Regions from separate parts of the Hordeum vulgare genome. Here region 2 is linked to region 1. A link is a contact called in public Hi-C data. All regions are on one chromosome and are shown on one strand. The core of a region is the stretch at or near the end of the contact, and the rest is flanking DNA. Distances in the headings are between cores, read along the strand shown. Region 1 overlaps LOC123427293 (probable sphingolipid transporter spinster homolog 2). Region 2 holds the start of LOC123430559 (transcription factor TCP7-like).

Region 1 (6,344 bases), core at 909-3,408:
ATGTAATTCTTACTTCAATTGACGTGATTTCTTTTTTGTAGCTTCTTTCTGGCGCAACTTTCCTAGGGGCGATATTTTGTTTCGGTGCCTTTTGTTTCAAGAGCCTTTATGGGTTCATACCCTTTTTTTCAGTGGGGGAGCTCTTGGTTTTTGCAACTCAGGTAAATACTTCCTTCGCTGAACTATTTTCACAACACGGTACATTCGTACTCCTGGTACGTAGCTGAGCTCTGAAACTATTGTTGCTAATTTAGGAACACAAAAAAATGTAGTCCTATTTTATTATGTTTGTTATCTTGGTTCCCACTTTTGAAAATCTTTACATCGGAAGTTAATCTAGTTGCTGTACAGATATTAGATGTAAAAGCACAATGATTTTAAACAGCTTGCTTCTATTTTTAATTCTTCAGATATACTTATCCTTTGAACGTACAGGCTCCAGTAAACTACATATGCCTTCATTCTGTGAAACCAAGTTTGCGGCCATTATCAATGGCTATGTCTACTGTTTCAATCCATATATTGGGTGATGTGCCTTCCTCACCCCTTGTTGGGTTAATTCAGGTACTTGTTTTTGTGCTTGTTCTCAATGAATCATAGGCAAAGAATTACTTGCTCAGCAACTTAGCCCATGTTCTCTGTATGTAATCAGGTCCATTATTTTCATGTAAACGAGATTACCCCCATATGCAAATATTCTGCTACGTTGATGTCTCAATGATTGTCATAATGAATTTGATTTATATGTAAATACTCCTTTATATTAAAATATAAGACGTTTTTGGTCTAGATTTAGAAAAAAAAGGTCTTATATTTTGATACAGAGGGAGGGAGTATATTATTTTAGATCCCAATATTTATGTGTCCTCTTATCACTCTATTAGTGCCCTAGCAGATGATGCATTATAAGCTAATATAGCATTTTAGTTGCATGCAACACCACTTGGATGGTGATGCTTTTCAGTATTGTTGCATCGTAGAGTCTTACATTGTGCTTTTATTGTTGGAACTTTGATGCAGGACAAACTCCATAACTGGAGAATAACGGCGCTTTTGTTGACATCCGTCTTCATTGGTGCATTTGGATTTTGGTTTTGGGGTATGCTCTCTTAGTATAGAAATTATATAACTTCATATAGTATAATGTCTGGGCAGTATCTCATGTTTTCACTTACTGATTAAAGGGACCGTACTGTTTCAGCCTCTCAGACATTCCTTCATGTGTAGCAGTCATATGCAAGCATGATTTGAAACCAAACCAAATCACTACCATGCCTTAATGTGCAGATTGAATATGCTTATCCTAAAATAAATTTAAACTTGCCCTGCAGTAATGCATTTTAGTGTGTATTTGTGATACTTGGCTGAAGCTGGGACATATTTACTCTCTGCAGGCATATTTTTGAATAGTGTTGATCGTTTCAATGAGCAGAGCGAGCATGGTGTTCCTGCCACTGAGAGATCAAACCTCAGGCCATTGCTTGATGATGGAAACGATGAAGCGCGCACTTCTGAATGATGAGTGAGGTCATCGACCAAGATGTCTTTTTCTTTCTTAGCCGGATTATTTCGGCCGTGCCAGCAAGCATTGTGAAATGTAAATTTGCATGTCCGTTGGCTGTACCTGTACATAAATCATCATTTGCTCTATTGGTCTTCTTGGCTTTTGTGTACAGACTGCAGATAACTGTAACAGAGTATGTATCAGTCGTGTAACTTATCAGAAAGGTGGGTAATGTTTGCACATGTCAACAATTTTTTTTCTGAATTAGTCGGATCTGAAGCTAGAATTGCTTGCCCGGTTTCTACTTCTCTACCGGTCGCCAAAATAGATCATGTGGATGGATCCATCATCTATTTGGTTTTTCTTTCATGATAAATTGCGTAGTACTGCATGATAAATTGCTTTAGTAAATGCACATGGGATTGAACGCCCCCAGGGTATATGGTCCCAATCATCCGCCATGCTGCCCGTACATCTGGTAGGTCAGCGGAATAAAATGAACGGGCGCCCAACTGCCGACTGGAATGGCGATGTACGCTGCACCAGGAAGAGGGAAGAGGGTTGCAGCGCGATCATGACCCGGAACAACCAATGTGGTCCAGGCTGGGCGCAACAGCAACAGCAACAGCATGTCGCGTCTGGCGAGCCGTCAATCCGCCCGATGATCCAGCTGCCCGGCCGCGGCTCCACCACACATGCAACGCGAGCAGCACCCTGCCATCCTGCTAGTACCACAACAAGAATCATTCGTCACCTACGTTCGTATACGTGCGCCCGCGCGTCCTCCTGCTATTACTTGCCAGTCGCCACCACTCTCGGCACTTGGTGGATAAATCGCCGCCCGTCCGCATCGCACCATCCGCTGCACGCGTGACCTCTGCCCCGGCCTTTTGTTTGAAAACGACTCGTACAAATCTGTTTATTGGTCTCGCTGAATATCAGCTGAGAATGACCTGCTGTGTAGCTGGGTCTCTGTCAACGCCCCGGGGTACTGATAGCATGCATCATGCATGCAATGCAAGTTTCTTTTCCTTCTTTTGCATGCGGACGCAGCCAGGCACAGGCATGGCAAATGATTTTTCGGAGGACTACCCTGAAACGACGCCGATGGAATGCAGCATGTCAAAAAGATTGTAAACCTCGAAAGTTTTTCTATATGCAGATCAATGTTAGAGCAACTTCAATCGCACGACCCGTTTTGTCCTGGCGTGTCCGTTTGGTTTGTCGCGGACAGAAAACACAACCAACACGTCGATTCAAACGGATGTGTGTCCATTTTGTGTCCACGCGCGATCCATTCCACGCTCAAATTTAAGCCGGATTTGCATCAGCGCACACACGGGACGGACGCCCGCGTCACCCACCCTTCTTTCCCCTTCAACGCCAGTCGGTGACACAACGTCATCGTTTCCGTCCAATTTCCCAAAAACATCCCATCCACTCGCGCGCGCTATGGACGATGACGTGGGACCCTCGACATCGCCGTCGACCTCACCTCTCTTGCCTTCGTCGGTTCTGTCAAGGGCGAACGCAAAGGGCCGGCTATGACCAACAAGAAGAAGGTTTTGACATTTCAGGAGTGCGCCGTCCAATCGGATAGGAGGAAGCACCGTCGGCATGAGCAAGAGGCCAGGAAGGAGGTCGCGATCGCGTGTAGCATCGCCGCCACCGTAGATCGGGAGGCCGAAGTCGCAAAGAACTACCGGCTCATCGCTGCCGCCACGAGGCAGGCCCTGCTGATGCCGGGGTTGGATCCAGGGCAGCACGGGCTCGTCGCTGCCGCTGTCTCCGCGCATGTCCATCGAGGTGTCGAAATCATGAAGGTGGACTTGAGCACGATCTCTCCGAGGAAGCGGTCTTGGTTCGAAAAGATGAAGGCCGACATGCTCAACCTCGATGACGAGTGATCCATGCCATGGTGTGCGGGCATGATGACCGCGAATAAGATGGCGTGGTGGAACTACATCCTCATTTTGTGTGCAGGCATGTGTGCCGACCTCGTTGGCAAGTGTATCCAGTTTGAGAACTGTGTATTCTTTTTGTAGCCTGACATATGTATGTCGGCCGCTGGCAATATCGTCGACATGAACTCTTGACGCTCGTGTGGTCACTGACATGATCCGTGACCGTGGACCTTTTTTATCTTAAAAAATGTTAAGCACAGACGAAAAATGGGTCGACGCGTTGGCCGCACGACCGATTCATTTAAAAACAGAGGTGAACACGACCGACGGCCGACCCAAACGTTTTCCGCCTGCCTGATAAAAGACGTGTGCGTCCGTCGTGCGGTTGGAGTTTCTCTAAGAGCAACTCCAACCGGCCGACCCAAAACGACGACGGTTTTGTCTGCTCTTTGTCCATTTGGGTTGGCCACCAGCTCGGCGTACAACCAGTTTTCATTTTGGGCCGGCCGTGCGCCCAACGTAGGCGACCCATTTCATGTCCAAAAGGGCAATGGCCATGTCGCCCACCGAAGTTCATGCCGGTGGCGGCCGCAACTTCTTCCCTTGCGTCCGCCGCATGCCTCCGGCCCTTCCTCTTGGCCGACTGCATGACCCGCTCCTCCGATGTCAGCTTCTTCTTGGGCAACGCTGCGGTCTTGCGAGGGATGCACGGCTTGCCTTTGGCGAAGGGGGCAGAGGCGAGGCCAGACGAGGCGACGGAGGCGAGGGAGGCGAGGCCGGCGGCGGCATGGAGACCGTCGTTCATGGTGCGCACGGGCGGTAGGTGTTGGAAATTGGAGGGAAATGACCCAAATTTAGGCCGCAAATGGGTCAGCGGGGGGACGAAAAGCGGACGCATGTCCGTTTGGATCACCACGTTGGGCCGACTTTTCTGTCCGTGTTGACCCAAACGGACACACGCAGACAAAATGGATCAATGCGTTGGAGTTTCTGTAAGAGCAACTCCAACGGGGTGAACCATTTCTTCCGTAGATGTCCGTTTGGGTCTGCACGGACAAAAGTGATGGCCAAATGATGCACCCAGATTCGGGCCCTCCGTGTGTGGTAACACCCCTAATCCTGCTGGTTTGGTTGATGAACCAGATGGGATTACAATGGTGCTCCTTGAGCTATGTGACGGAGGTGGAAGAAGAAGCTGGTAGCCTTCTCTACCTCTCCTATGTGGATGCGTGAGCGTATGACCGGCTGACCCCTTGCATGGGGCAGTACCAGGGGGTTTTATAGGCCAGCCCCTGGCTTACAATAAGGATAAAGGATACCGGAGGACCCGGCTGGTAGCCTCTCTAGCCGACCAGGGGGGGTCACCGGTTGAGGAGTCTTGTCGCGCGTAGGGGCCCGCCGGCTGTTGGGTCTCGTCGAGACCGGGACCCATCGACCAGTCGTTGTTATTGGTGCGTGCTTATTACGCACCGGCATGCACCGCACTGTGTAGCGTCATCTTATGGCAGTCGGCTACAGTCAGCGGTACGACTGGTTGCACTGTAGCCATGCCGGGGCAGGTAACAGAGTGGATGGCGGGCGTGCTGCCACTATGCCGCCTCGATCGTTCGCAGTCGACGAGGGTCAATGGTACGACCGCCTCCACTGTAGCCACGCGCGGTCAGGTCAACGGTACCTGAGCCATTGTAGCCATGCCTTCGATGATGTGCATGTGACGCGCTTGTGAGGGTGATGTGACTAGAGCTGACCCATCCGGCTGGCAGGATGTATTCGAGCCGGATGGAGAACAGTTCTGCCCCGAGCCGACTCGACTGCGCAGACGGCGAGGGGCAACCGGCCATCCCGAGAGGAGAGGCTGCCGTGCGTTGTTTTTCCAAGGAGGATGGGGGAAGCGCTCAAATTAGCCTACCCCGGGGTCATCCCCCCATCAGTAGTTCCCGACGCAGGGGAGGCCCGCCGGCTCGGAGCGGTGGACCTCACCGGCTTGGATTCTCCGTTCGCGGGCTCGCGGAGCCGCAACCGGACTGCTTGCGAGCCAAAAGCGGCCCGAACCGCAGCCGATCGTTGTGCGATCTGCCTCGGGATCTCCAACATGCAGGGGAAGGGCGCCACGTACGGTGTGCCATGGACCGAGGCTTGACGAGCCACATGCGTGACAAGAACGAGCCGTGGGGCGAGGCCCGCTTGACCGTGGCCTCGGCCCACACGCACAGATCTTCTGTGGATCGGGGGCGATGGTTGGCGCTCCCGACGAGCAATAATGCCGCCCGTGCGGCGTGGAGGTAGTGGGGATCGTGCACGTCGGATCCCCTCCCCCACTACCTCGTGTAGGGTTTAAATGGTAAGGAGGAGGGGCCGAGGGTGCCATTCGCTCCCTCATCCCCGTCCCCTACCTTCCCCATCGCTACCCCTCCCGCACTGAGAGAGAGAGAGAGAGAGAGAGAGAGAGAGAGAAGCACAAGTCGTGCACCTGCTGTTCCGCCATTTGTCGCCGACGCCCGACGTGACCCGCCGGCTTCTTACGTCATTGGCCCCGCATGTCGAGCCGCCACCGAGCATGTCGACGACCAGGGGCGCGTGGTACGGCAACAACATCGATGAGGAGTACATCGAGTGTCTCCGCCATTGCCGCAAGATGCCGCCGGCAGAGGTTGTGGCCGCGTGCATCGCAGGGGCGGAATACGCTCCGGCCCCGCAAGACGGTGAGGCGGTGGTGTTTTCCAAGCACTTCGCCCGAGGGCTGGGGCTGCCGGTGAGTTTCTTCTTCCGCCGGTTCCTCACGCACTTCGGCTTGAAACCCCACCACCCAACACCAACACCGTCCTGCAGTTGGCTGCCTTCGCCACTCCGTGCAAGGGCTACTTGGGGATCAAGCTGCGACTGGATCTCTAGTGCCAGTTCTTCTACTTCAAGCAGTTGACGGTGGTGAACAAGGC
Region 2 (5,921 bases), core at 2,546-5,045, 37 kb after region 1:
GATTGGAGAGGGAGGAGGAGGAGCCCGCCCATGTTGCCCTGCCGCCGCCACCACCACAGCCCGCACCCGGGACAGACGACGGAGGCATAGGCACCGGAGGCACATGCAACGACCTCTCAGCCTGCCCCCAACATCAACATCTTGTGGAACACGGCGTTCCCCTCGGCTAGCCCTGGGCCGACGCTGATCAACCTCAACGGCCCCGATGTCGACAACGAGGACGCCTAGGGCAGCACGATGTCTTGTAGTTTAGGTATTTTTAATGTTTAATTAATGTAATGGAAATGCGTGGACTCTCGCCGACCTTTGTGGCCGACTTTGATGTTTAATTAATGTTTCTTTTTATTTTCGGAAATGCTTGCATATTTTTTTTCATGCGTCGTCAAAATGGGTCGGGCCACCGTTGGACGCATGCGGCGATTCGAACGCGGAAGCGGACGTTCGTGTTTGCCGGGCCAATCCAACGTCTGCTTCGACGTTTGGGTCGGCGCACGCCCAACGCTGGCTCGACCCATTTTTCCCGGCGCGTGATTTTTTTTAAAAAAATTCCAAAAATAATAAACAAACATCAATTAAACATTAAAAGCCGGCCACGAAGACCGACGAGAGTCCACACATCCCCATTACATTAATTAAACATAAAAAAGCCTAAACTGCGAGGCAACCCTAGACATTGTCGTGGACATCGGGGCTGGTGAGGTCAACCGGCTTAGGCGCATGGCCAGCCCAAGGGAACGCCGTGTTTGAGAGCACAACTGCGTGCGCCTTCGCCGTTTGTGCCGCCAGCGCGGGCTGTGCTGGTGGCGGTGGCAGCGCAGCACGGGCGCACTCCTCGTCCTCCGTCTCCCGTTGTTCCTCCTCCGCCTCCTTCTCCAACGCCATCTACCGATGGCCGTCGACGCGCTCTGTCGCCAGGTGTTGCGACCTCCAGTGCTGGAGGTAGGCTTCCTCCTGCTGCGGTGTCACGCCCAACCAGATGGGCGGCATGGTGACCCACTCCCGGAGGCAGCTGGTCCACTGGTAGACCTCTCGCTGCGGCTCTGTGGGCTCGGTCTTCGACGGAGGTGGCATGACGCAGTCACCGACGGCGGAAAACGCGATGGCCTCCACGAGCTGTGCCTCGTACGCCATCTCCTCCTTGTCGGCCTTGCGCCGCTCTTCCTCCTCGCTCTCGTGGAGAGCGGCTGCCGGCGTCGCCTAGTAGGTGGACTCCGCCTCGTAGTCCTCGCCGTTAACGACGGGCGGGGGCAACGGAGGGCCTCGTGGCTGCACATCGCGCACACCGCGTCGGTGCTGCTCCTCGTGCTAGACCGCGTACCAGACCTCCGAGTGGGGAGAGTCGGCCACGTACAGAGGGTTAAGCAGCTGTTCCGGCATCAGCTGACGCCGGGCGATGACTCACCTCCTTCGCGTGCATCCGCGCCGACAGGGGCACGACCGACACCGGGAGCCTCTCCGGATCCAGATGCTAGTGTTGCGGGAGGGTGACATCGGGGTACGGCAGCGGGAGATGGTGCTCCGAGTGCCACCACGCTTTGTGCACCGGGACGCTGACATGCTAGCGAGGCCGGCGGGAAGACGACGACGGGGAGATCGCGCGGGGGTAGACGAGAGCCTTGCCCTTGTTTTGGAAGGAGCCGGCCATGGCTGTTGGCTAGGGTTTGGTCGCCGACGAGGTGGCGAGATGTGGACACAGGTTTCTAGAATCAGATGAGGCCGAACCCCACCGCATGCTCGGATTATAAAAGGACGGCCGCGGTCGCTGACGTATGGCCCCGTGGTGGGTGGCCATCATAATTAAGTTGACTCCTCGTGGTTAAGGCGGACACCGAAAGGGCGCGCGCGTCCGCTTCTCGTCCGCACTGATGCATTTCAGTCCGAAATTTGGGTCAGGAATGGATCGACGCGGACGCGTTTTAACAATGATCGGCGTGTTAAGCCATCATTTTTGTTCGTACAGACCCAAACGAATAACGAAAAACGAAATGAATCACCTTGTTTAAAGTCGCTCTAACAAGTTATAACAGGTTTGAGCACGGTGAGGTGAGAAGATAATAGAGCTGTCCATAGAGGCGAGAGCTACCGGACGAAGACCCCATGTGGCCTGCCCCCCAATGCCCACAGTGTTGCACAGCGCTCCTGCTGCAGTGCACCATGCCTGTCCCTGCAACGCTGTAGTGCTCCTGTCCACTGCACTGCACTGCAGACTTCTTGAGCCAAGTGCTACATTCAGGTTTTTAGGGTCAGACTTCAGATGCCTGCGCCTGTCTAAGTACTTGCCAATAATTGCATACGGAGCTCCCCAAAAGCTGAAACCTCACGTTCAAACCCGGAAAAAAAGGCACAGTATGTATCGTATAGTAGTAGTGTCTTCAAGTTCGACTCGTAGTTTTCGTTACAATTCATTCGAATAAATTTAGGTGATTTTGGCAGAAATTTAGACGATTCCATTAAAATTTATACAAACTTAAAAAAATACATAAAAACATAAAAAACTACGCAGCCGTCGTCCTCGACCTACCGCTGATAGTCGTTCATGTCGAGGAGCTGATAGAAGGCGATGTAGCCGTCGTTACCGTCGTCATCGCCGTAGTCGCCGTCTTGCGCGCCGTCCTTCCGACAGCCTTGCCTGAATTACCGCTGCGGACGGAGGCGATCTAAGTCGGCGCCTCCTCGTCGCTATCGTCAAGGACGATGACGCCGCCCTCTTCGCGACCGTTGCGTCACACGTCGTTCTTCTCGGTGGCGAGCGGCGGCATCGTGCTGGAGGAGCGGGAGGAGGACGAGAACGAGGACCCCACCATTCTCCTCGGTAGCCACAAGCTGCCGCTCCGGCGCGAGAGTGACGACGTCGGTTACTCTAGCGACGGCTCGTTGTCACCCTCAATGTGCTCGAGGACGGCGTGCAGCGTGCGCCCGGGGGACGCCCCACCACTGATGACGGGCGTCGGAGTTGGGGCGCCCCCTTGGCGCCCGAAACCCGTTGGTGGAGGCGAGCTGGTCGGCGTGGCGACGCTGGAAGTATGCCATCCACACAGGCAGATTGTCTGTGGCGTACTTTTCTTCCTGCCGCACGTGCTCCGGCAAAGACGCCCGGATGCGTGCGATCTCGCCGCGGTGTTCCGCGACGGATGATGGAGGGGGACGGGGACTCCTCCGGCGCTCAATGTCAAGGCGCCCGGCATGCGCATGTTTGACTACGCCGGATAGTTGGCCTCGCGGAGGGCGTGCACCTCTCACTCGTGCAACGACTGACGGCCGAAGCTGTTGGCAGCCGCTCCGTCGCCGGGGAAACGCTCCGCCATGGACTCGGGAAGTTTTCGACGGTGGAGGCGAGAAAGATGGGAGAACGGGGTGGAGTGGCGAGTGTGCGACGAGCGGCGATGATGCATGGCTTTTTAAAACGGGGAAGGGGCGGGAGCGGTGTGCACCCGTGGTGGGAAAGGGCGGGATGTGCGACAGTGTGCCATCACTGCGCCGCCACATCTTGGTATCCGGCGAATTGAACCGGCCCGGGAGCCAAGGCGACGAAAAGGACGAACGTTCTCAGCAACGCCTAGTCTTGCTGACTCAACGGGTCCACGCGGTAAGGATTTGGCGCAGCTTGTTTTCACGTAAATTTTTTTCCGACACCGCGGCGCGTTGGGTTCGGCCTAGATCCGCCGACGTCAATTTTGATTCAAAACGACGAAAAACAAGGTCCTGAAACGCCACTGGACGAGTTTTTTAACACAGGCGACTAAAATAGATCTTGATGGGCTATTGGGGACGCGTGTAGAGATGCCCTAAGTATGAGCATTTTCCTGACATTCTACACTCTGAAATGCGTATGGCTTTGTAGTAGTAGTACACACTTCTGACGTATCAGAATTCAGAAGGCATGAAATGAATATACTAGAAAGAAAATGCACATGAAACTCCAGCCCCTTTATAAATTTGCACCCCACAGGGCCAGGGACCAAGCGGACAAGGCCCTATCCATCCATCCATCCCCATCACCTCCCCACACACCTGTGCGCCACCCGAACGAAAGCTAAGCCACCAGCAATCAGCCATGGCATCCCGCGACGCCGCCACCTTCCAGCTCTACCGGCCCATGGCAATGCCGACGGCGACGCCCATGTCCCAGACGATGGCAATGCCCGTCTTCTCGTCGGCCGAGGCCGCGGACGACGCCGTGGTGGCGGTGCCGGCGCCGAGAAAGGCCGGCGCGGCCAAGGGCGCCAAGGACCGGCACAGCAAGGTGAACGGGCGCGGGCGGCGCGTGCGCATGCCGATCGTGTGCGCGGCGCGCGTGTTCCAGCTCACCCGCGAGCTGGGGCTCAAGTCGGACGGGCAGACCGTGGAGTGGCTGCTCCGGCAGGCCGAGCCGTCCATCATGGCCGCCACCGGCTCCGGCACCACCCCCGCCGTCTTCTCCTGCTCCTCCGCGCCGTCCACCGCCGGCGTATCCCTCCTGGGGAAGCGCCCGCGGGAGGACCACGAGGCGGCGCCGTCCTTCTGGGAGGCGCTGCAGGCCCGGCCCGTGCCCTGGGGCCTCTCCCCGTCGCTGGAGGCGCAGGCGTACGCGTCGTCGGTGGCGCAGGGACACCACCACCACCTGAACCTGCTCTCCGCGCTCTCCGGCGCCTCCAGGCGACCAGCGGAGGAGGAGTCCCGGTGACCGCCGCTGCCGACTCCCTACGTGATCGCATGCGCTGACCTGCCCGTGCCCTGCTGCCTAATTCTTGGAACCAAGCCAAGCCAGGAGTTCCTGCTGGCTTGCTGCTGTGTGGTGTGGCTTGCCCTACGTACTTTCGCATTTTCCTTTTGCTTCCTTTCTCCTTTGCGTGCACTGTGTGTTTTCTTTTGCGTGGATTTTTGGCCTGGGGAAGAAAGAATTAATCGAGGATCTGAGCAGCATCAGAGATTCCAAGGCAGCAAAGCAACTGTTGACACAGGTCTGCTACCAGATCTTACTTCTACTACTCCATCTCGTCAGACTTGTGATTGTGCTTGTTGCTGCTAGTTGTTACTACAGTGTATTACGCCACTGCCACGGCCCTGCCATTGCCTGCTGGTTGCTGTGAGTGACGATCGATCTAACACAGTGCCACTCTTGTACCGCTCGATTCTTGTTTTGCTTCAATGGCAGCCCCTCTATCAGTACGCAGTATCGTTTTGCTGATGCAAGGCTCTCTCTCTCTCTCTCCGGTGTGTGTGTGATTGGCGTCTGCGGCTACAGTCGAAACGATGATGAAATGACATGGCAGGGCTGCGAAACAATGATTTAGTTCATGTTTAGCAGATTTACTTTAATCGTGGGTCGTCGCTTTTATCTCTGCAATACTGCTGCTGGGGGCAAAAGCTGCTGCTGCTGCTGCTAACGGCCTCTGCCACTTTGCCCTGGTGAAAGGCTCGGGCTGTTTTCCCCGGCCATTATTGGTGCCAAGCTGTAAGCCATTTGGCCGGGCAGGGAAGAGAGCTGCCCTACCTCGCCTGACGGAATGCAGATCTCTGCGCCCCTGCGCCCCCCAACGGCTTACGTTGGCGATGCGATGCGATGCTCGCAGATTTTAAGTGCTCCACGTTACGGACGGAGCACAGTAGTAGCGTATGCAGCATTGTGAAAAAACATGTTTTTCCTGCGGCTGAAGAGGCATCCTCTGTGACTGTGAGGCTGCTCGCACCAACCTGCCTGTCCTTGGCGTCCGGGCTGGTTGGTGGCGGCCAGCTGCAAGGCAATGCTGCATGCCTCTGAACTGAGGTCTCTGGGAATGGATGGATATGCCGGTGACTTATTACGGCTGTTCTTATTTTGGAAGGGCTGGTGACTTGGTGTTGGTACACTCCTTGGTCGTTGGACAACCGCATGCCATTGCCAGCCATGCCGGGAACTTCTCGCTGGGTTTGGGCAAAGAAAGATCGGCAACATCTGTTGC

What was found. A called contact is a pair of places that touch in the nucleus more often than the background predicts.
Region 2: a contact with region 1 is called in a Hi-C map of seedling, with 2.8 times the contacts expected there. The contact joins the promoter of LOC123430559 here to the enhancer-like site in region 1. A contact is called at or near these places in 2 of 6 Hi-C or Micro-C datasets (leaf and seedling).

What each region holds. Positions count from the first base shown.
Region 1 is chr2H:565,356,028-565,362,371 of MorexV3_pseudomolecules_assembly, forward strand. LOC123427293 (probable sphingolipid transporter spinster homolog 2) reads left to right here. Exons shown (of 17, transcript XM_045111297.1): 14 at 42-161; 15 at 436-564; 16 at 1,021-1,099; 17 at 1,395-1,752. The coding sequence ends at 1,519. Among protein-coding and RNA genes, the nearest start is that of LOC123427293, 12 kb to the left of the region's middle. Within about 2 kb of position 2,159, at least 3 of the 3 cell types and tissues checked have open chromatin away from gene starts, as enhancers often do. A contact at or near this core is called in leaf and seedling, where this site is marked.
Region 2 is chr2H:565,391,752-565,397,672 of MorexV3_pseudomolecules_assembly, forward strand. LOC123430559 (transcription factor TCP7-like) reads left to right here and starts at 3,796. Exons shown (of 1, transcript XM_045114418.1): 1 at 3,796-5,172. The coding sequence starts at 4,055. The coding sequence ends at 4,663.